Regions from separate parts of the Sus scrofa genome. Here region 2 is linked to region 1. A link is a contact called in public Hi-C data. All regions are on one chromosome and are shown on one strand. Each heading gives the region's core, a stretch centred on a gene start, on an enhancer-like site or on the middle of the called end of the contact. The rest is flanking DNA. Distances are from core to core; before and after follow the strand shown.

Region 1 (3,285 bases), core at 445-2,944:
CAACAGAAATACACTCAAAGGCCTCCTAAAATAAAGTTACAAACCTTACCTCCCTTCCGGTCACTTTTAAAGTTTTAACTGAAGCTTAAGTATCACCTCTCTTCCATATTAGTCTCCCTAATGCCCCACCCTAACCTAATGTGTTTTAAAAAAAGAAAATGCGCTTACAACTTTCAGTGAAAATACAGGTTAAAAAGCTAGATCATTCGGGGAAGCTGAAGAAGCTGATCGTACCGAATTCAGCAACAGGCAGTACTTTCTCTTTCCTATCAGTAAAAGGCCTTGAACCAACCCAAACAAATCTGCTGAAATGCCAGCCAAATTTCCCCGTATCTCCCCCGCTCCCTCCCCCCAAAGCTGGCCTGGAAATAACAGTCACCGACCAAGGCGCTGAACAGAACTGAACCAGTGGTAAGCAAAAATAGGATTTTGAGAGGCAGGAAGAGTGAGAGCCAGATTTTCAACCACCACGTCTAAGCGAGTTAAGGGCCCGGATGCCCCACAAATACATTCCAAACCGAGCGGCACACGCTCTTCCCCCGCTCCAAAGGCTCCGCACGCGGATTAGAGGCGAGGTGGAAGGAGAGTACTCCCCGGAGAGGCGGAGCGAGAACCGCCTCGGGGGAAGGGAGTGCCCAAGGGGTGCCCGGCGCCCGAGGAACGGAGCGCAAATAAGCACGCGTGCCAGGGATGGAGGCGGCGGCCCCTTGGGAGCACAATGCTCGGCGCCCACCCCAAATGCGGAGGCAGGGAGCCCCCGTCAGGCTTTACCCACCCGGGTAGAAAGGGGGGGGGCAGGATCAGGAACCTCGAAGGAGGGGCCTAGGAAGCAACTCTTTCCCCGTAAACGGGCTGGGCACCCCCACCCCAGGGTGGGGCGCGGAGGGAGGCGGGGGCTGCTGCTGATCCGCTTCTCCCGTCATCCCTGAAATAAGGGAAGCCCTCCAGGGAGAGAAGAGCGGGGAGTACGCGTGGGGGAGGGGAGCACTAGAGCCAAGGGGGCGGTGGGCCCGCGGGGGATCGGGACAGTACGGGGAAGGCGAAGAGGGCGCACTCCCCGCCCGGAGCCAGGGAGGCGCGACCGCCCGCTGGACTCGGGGAACCCGGCCAGCCAGAAGGGGGTTAGGAGCCACCCTCCTCCCCGCCCCCACAACTCACCATGTAGAGGGTGAAGGGTAGGCCGAGCAGAAAGAGCCACAGGTAGAGGTGCAGCGCGTTCACGAACGTGGCCTGGTGCGGGTCGTAGTACCATCCCCCGCTGAGAGCGGCCCACACCCCCTGCCGGAGGATCTGCAGCGTCTGCGACCCCATCCCCACCCGGCGCCGCCTCCGCCGCCGCCGCCGCCGCCGCGGTCCCCGCCCCGGCCCCAGCTCTGCCTCGGTCACCAGAGCCCGCAGCTGCCCCGTCTATCCGCCTCCGGAGCTCCGGGAGAGCGGGCCGGCGCTTCGGCGGTCGCTAGGGCTGCTGCAAGAGGAGGAGGAGGAGGCAGCGAACGAGGAGGAGGAGACCGAGGAGGAGGCGGCGAGCGGCGGGGCGGAGGAGAGCGGAGAAGAGGAGACCGGCCTCCAGAGCGCAGCCGCCATCTTGTCTCCTAACACCCGGAGCCGGGCCCCCGCCGCCCGCGGCCCGCCAGCGCCGCTGCCGCCACCGCCGCCGCCGCCGCGACCCCCGCCGGCCGCCAGCCCTGGGCCAGGCGGAGAAGGAGGCCCGGCGCCCGGGAGCGACCGGGAGCAAGCCGCGCCCCCTCCGGCTCCTCCTCTCCTCTCCCTCCGCCCCCTGGGCCGGCTCCCCACGGGTGCGCGCAGCCCCTGCGCCGCCGCGGGCGCCTCCTGCCGGCGCCCGGGAGAAACGCTCGCGAGCCCAGGCCTGGGGGCGGGGCTGCCGAGGTTCCGGGGACGGAGAGTCCGGGCTGTGGGAGACCCCTCTGTGTTCCCGCCTCGCGACCCTGGCAAGTTCCGTGAGCAGTCCAGAAACCGGGTCTTCCACTCTCCAAAGCCTTAACTTTGGAACCTTGTCAGCATCCTGGCTGACGTTTTATATTTATTAAAGACCTGGGAACAACGAGGCTAATATCCAAGATACTCACTGAAGACGTGAAAGAATTAGGTACAGCTGATGACGATTGAAAAGAATCACAAATGCACCCAATTTGAGCAAGAACTGTGTTGGCCCGTGGAATGAGCTGGAGGCTCTTGACAGAAAAATAACCACGGCCAGGATTGGACAGATTTACTACGTGCAAAGACAGATTAAATTAATAGAAGTTGTAAGAGATGTAAAAGTATGGGCTGGACAGCTTGATCATTGTACATGGTGATTTTATTTTTTTAACGTGCTGTAACTTGCAGCCATTTTTATTAATGGGCCAATCTAAACAGGGTTGAAAGATTAACTGTGGCTCCACCCCAATTCACAATAAGATCTTGCACTTTTTATAGCTGTAAAGACTGGGAATCATTCTTGGCTCTGTGTAATGTTTATAAGGCACGTCTGATCTCATTGAATGAAATTTTTTTAAAAAGAGTTTGCAGTTTGAGTTTATGATAGCAATAAAAGTACTCTGTATTCTTGGATTAAAGTTGCTATAATTAACAAGAAAAGAGAGCCAAAAGAAACCGGGGGTGAAGTTTTCAGAAGAGTATTGAAAACCTATTGCAATACCTCCCAGAGTCACTTCACAGTTCAGGAATTTCCACATCCATTTCATTTGACCTTCACAATACTCCTGTTAAGAACAGCCTAGAGGCTATCCTTATTTTATGAATTAGGAAACCAGAGTTCAAAGAAACTAAATGATTGCCCAAGTTCTCTCAAGTAATAAGTGGTTGAGAAGACTTCTGCAACCAGCAGTCGTCTTAAATGCATGAACTGAATTTTGGCAGTTTATTTCGCAGCACTTTACATCTTATCTGTTCAGATAAGAGTTTGAACTGGTGGATAACTGCTCAGCTTCTGGTCACCTGTGGCCAGCTTAAACGAATGACCAGTTCTCAAAGTGTAAGCCCAAGACCAGCTGTGTCAACATCACTAAGAACTTGTTAGAAATGCAAATTCTCAGGCATCACTCCGGAGAAACTCCGGGTGTGAGATCTAGCAATCTGTTTTAACAAACCCTCCAGAAGATTCTAATCTACCTTAAAAGTTGAAACTACCATGTAGAACACCACCACCCCCCGCCTTGATTTGTTCAATTCCTTATAGGCACATAGTCACTGAATTCCAATAACATAGCTTGAAATTGAGCGACACTGGCCAAAATATACTTTAAAGTATATTAGTATGTC
Region 2 (3,285 bases), core at 269-2,768, 56 kb before region 1:
CCTTAAAAAAAAAAAAAAAAAAAAAAAATTCATTTGTTCCCCACTCCATCTGCTTGTTAAGGAAAGAAGACACATTTAAGGACCTAAAACAGTTGTTTTACACTCACTCATAATTAAAACTGTTACCAAAATGCAGCAATCCAAATAAATCAGAAATGCAAATCAAAAAAAAGGCAATTTTTTATGAATACATGAGGGAAAAAAGGCCCTAGTAAAGATTTTAATTCACAGAATACGGTATCTTTCATAATTTTATTTTTAGGTTGTGTACAGCTAGCAATGTGGAATAGCAGAATACTGTGGGACAGTCAAGAGAACTAGGTCTGCTACTCATTCATTTGTTAAATGAGGAGCCAGGTCTGATTTCTACCACCAAATTGTTCTTACCTCTATAGATAAAAAGTATTTAGCAATGATGAACCGAAAGTCAACTGTGCAGAAGGCAATATATAGGCAGTGGAAAAAAAGAGGGAAATCTCCCCTGTATAGAGTTACAAACTACCTCATACATCAAAAACTTAGTGCTGTATTCACAATAGCCAGGACATGGAAACAACCCAAATGTCCATCGACAGATGATGGATTCGGAAGAGGTGGTATATATACACAATGGAATACTACTCAGCCATAAAAAAGGATGACATAATGCCATTTGCAGCAACATGGATGGAACTAGAGAATCTCATCCTGAGTGAAATGAGCCAGAAAGACAAAGATAAATACCATATGATATCACTTATAACTGGAATCTAATATCCAGCACAAATGAACATCTCCTCAGAAAAGAAAATCATGGACTTGGAGAAGAGACTTGTGGTTGCCTGATGGGAGGGGGAGGGAGTGGGAGGGATCGGGAGCTTGGGCTTATCAGACACAACCTAGAATAGATTTACAAAGAGATCCTGCTGAATAGCATTGAGAACTATGTCTAGATACTCATGTCGCAACAGAAGAAAGGGTGGGGGAAAAAACTATAACTGCAATGTATACATCTAAGGATAACCTGACCCCCTTGCTGTACAGTGGGAAAAAAAAAAAAAAAACTTAGTGCTGAATAAATACGATAAATAAGGGCTCTGTCTGCAAGAGAAAGGGGCAACACCACAAGGTCTTTGAAAATCATGATGGTTTTAAGAAGAGTTAGGCTGGAGAATAAAGAGGGCTAAGTCTCTGGAACGCAAAAGAGGAGGAAGGAAGACGGTTTCAGTCCACATGCAGTGCAGGGTAACAGGAGGAAGACTGGCATGAAAAGCAAGAAGTGAGGTCCAGCCTACACTCTTTAAATCAGCTATTTCTTCTTCCAGATAATGAAAGTGCTGAGACAATGACCACTAAAACTCACGGTTAATCTCTAGTTCTAAAAAGCTATAAGCACTTTAAAGTTCTCACTGAGCTTACCATCTTATGTTTCTAGAATTTTATTCTAGCTGGTATAGTCATTTATTTGCTGAGAAGGCAAGAAGCAATAACTGGGACTTTTGATCAGTGTGAGAGATGCTTGGGCTCAAAAGGAGAAGTACAGCAGAAAACGCCCAGCTGGGGTTAGACAGAATGAAAGTAAAGCCAGCTTCAGCAAAGTTCCGAGATACTTTCAAAATTACTATTTTAAATTAAAAGTAAAAGTTACATAGCAGAAAGACACTAAAATTGGCAAAAGCAGACTTGTATTCTAGTTCCAGCTCAGGATGTTCCATCGATAACCTGAATGAGATTTTGAGGAAGTTATTTCATTTTTTTGTTGCCACTTTTAAACTAGGGGTAACTACTAACACCTCTACCTCTCCAATACAGACACTGTGAAGGTAAGCACAAGCTAGAAGCTCATTCCTAAAGGCGCTCACCAACGACTGTCTTGATCCAAACTACCCCCAGGTAATGAGCACACAGAATGTGCCCAGCAACAAGGAACTTATTTAACATGACATTTCTGGTTTAAAACAGTATTAATAAAAGATGACTGATAAACAATCAAAAAATTAGTAATCAGCAAGATAAACCCAAACACAACTGACAATACAGCGAATATGTGAGACCACCATCAGAAGCAGGTTGAAGAGCAAAACAAAACAGCACAGGTTCCTACCTGGTTGCTTGGATCTAGGCCAGCATAAGAATTTCTTGAACTGCAACCAACTGGGGGTGTGGCCTCTCGAATGAACTCGGACATTTCGATCCCCCCACCAGGATCACTGTTGGGGGAAAAATGAGAAAAGAAGAGTAACTTTCATTATTCTACCACAAATGGTTTTTCTTCTTGTTTAAGCTATTTTGTCTGTAAAATTAAGAGGTTCATATATTTAATACAGCAATTGGAAAAAAAATTCTTCTTCAATAAGTCTGATAATTTCAACTATTTTATAACCATGTCACTGCTCCAAAATATTTACAACTCTCTCCCAAACTGCCTACATCCAATCCAACATTAGAAACTGGCCTTAAATACAACTGTAGCATACCAAATACAGCACATATTTTATGTTAGGTGCCATAAAACCACTCTAGCAAAGACACAGCTTGCCTTTTGTTTTCCAGTAGCAAAGAGAAATCTATCACTTGTAGATCTCACATTACCTGATCACTCCAGGAGCACGGCCTGATTGTGCTGCATGAACATGCTGAGAACTGTCCTTGTCAAGCTATTTGTACCTGTGTTTTTTAAGTTAACAGAATTTAACTGGGATACTAACTTGTCTTACAGAACCAGAAACCTAAGATTTTAAATTTGCACATGTTGAGTTGGAAGGCCTAAGTTAAAAAAGTGAAATGATGCTACATAGAAACAACAGGTAGTAGAAAGAGAGAGAGAAAAGTACTAGGTTCAAAGAACAGAGAGGATATCCACATATAGTACTTACAGATAATGGGATTTCCCAACTGGGAAATAAGATCACACCAAACTTCAAAAAACTTTCCAAAATTTTATAATAAGTTTCCTCAAGAACACAACTTTTAAAACAATTCTGGCCTAAAAGTTATCATAACCCTATTTTTTTTTTTTTTTTTTTTAAGGACCATACCTGTGTATGTGCAAGTTCCCAGGCTACGGGTAGAATTGTAGCTGCAGCTGCTGGCCTACTCCACAGCCATAGCAATGCCAGATCCAAGCCACATCTGCGACATACACAGCAGCTTGTGGCAACACGGGATCCTTAATCCACTGATCGAGGCCAGGGATCGAACCCGCATCCTCATGGATACTAGTTGGGTTCTTAACCCATAGCCACAACAGGAACTCCCCCATAATCCTATTTTTGGCCCAAAGTTTTTTATTCATTCTATTTGGTA

Evidence for each region. Hi-C and Micro-C count contacts between places; a contact is called where the count stands out from the background.
Region 2: a contact with region 1 is called in a Hi-C map of alveolar macrophages, with 2.2 times the contacts expected there. The contact joins the enhancer-like site here to the promoter of PCNX1 in region 1. A contact is called at or near these places in 1 of 5 promoter capture datasets (liver), 20 of 47 Hi-C or Micro-C datasets (alveolar macrophages, blood, embryonic fibroblasts and 10 more) and 2 of 2 datasets of contacts at active chromatin or transcription factors (alveolar macrophages and skeletal muscle).

The regions. Positions count from the first base shown.
Region 1 is chr7:94,443,410-94,446,694 of Sscrofa11.1, reverse strand. PCNX1 (pecanex-like protein 1) reads right to left here and starts at 1,694. Exons shown (of 34, transcript XM_021099425.1): 1 at 1,159-1,694. The coding sequence starts at 1,311.
Region 2 is chr7:94,499,069-94,502,353 of Sscrofa11.1, reverse strand. PCNX1 (pecanex-like protein 1) reads right to left here. Exons shown (of 34, transcript XM_021099425.1): 3 at 2,084-2,189. Among named protein-coding and RNA genes, the nearest start is that of PCNX1, 56 kb to the right of the region's middle. Within about 2 kb of position 1,518, at least 3 of the 83 cell types and tissues checked have an H3K27ac peak or open chromatin away from gene starts, as enhancers often do. A contact at or near this core is called in alveolar macrophages, where this site is marked.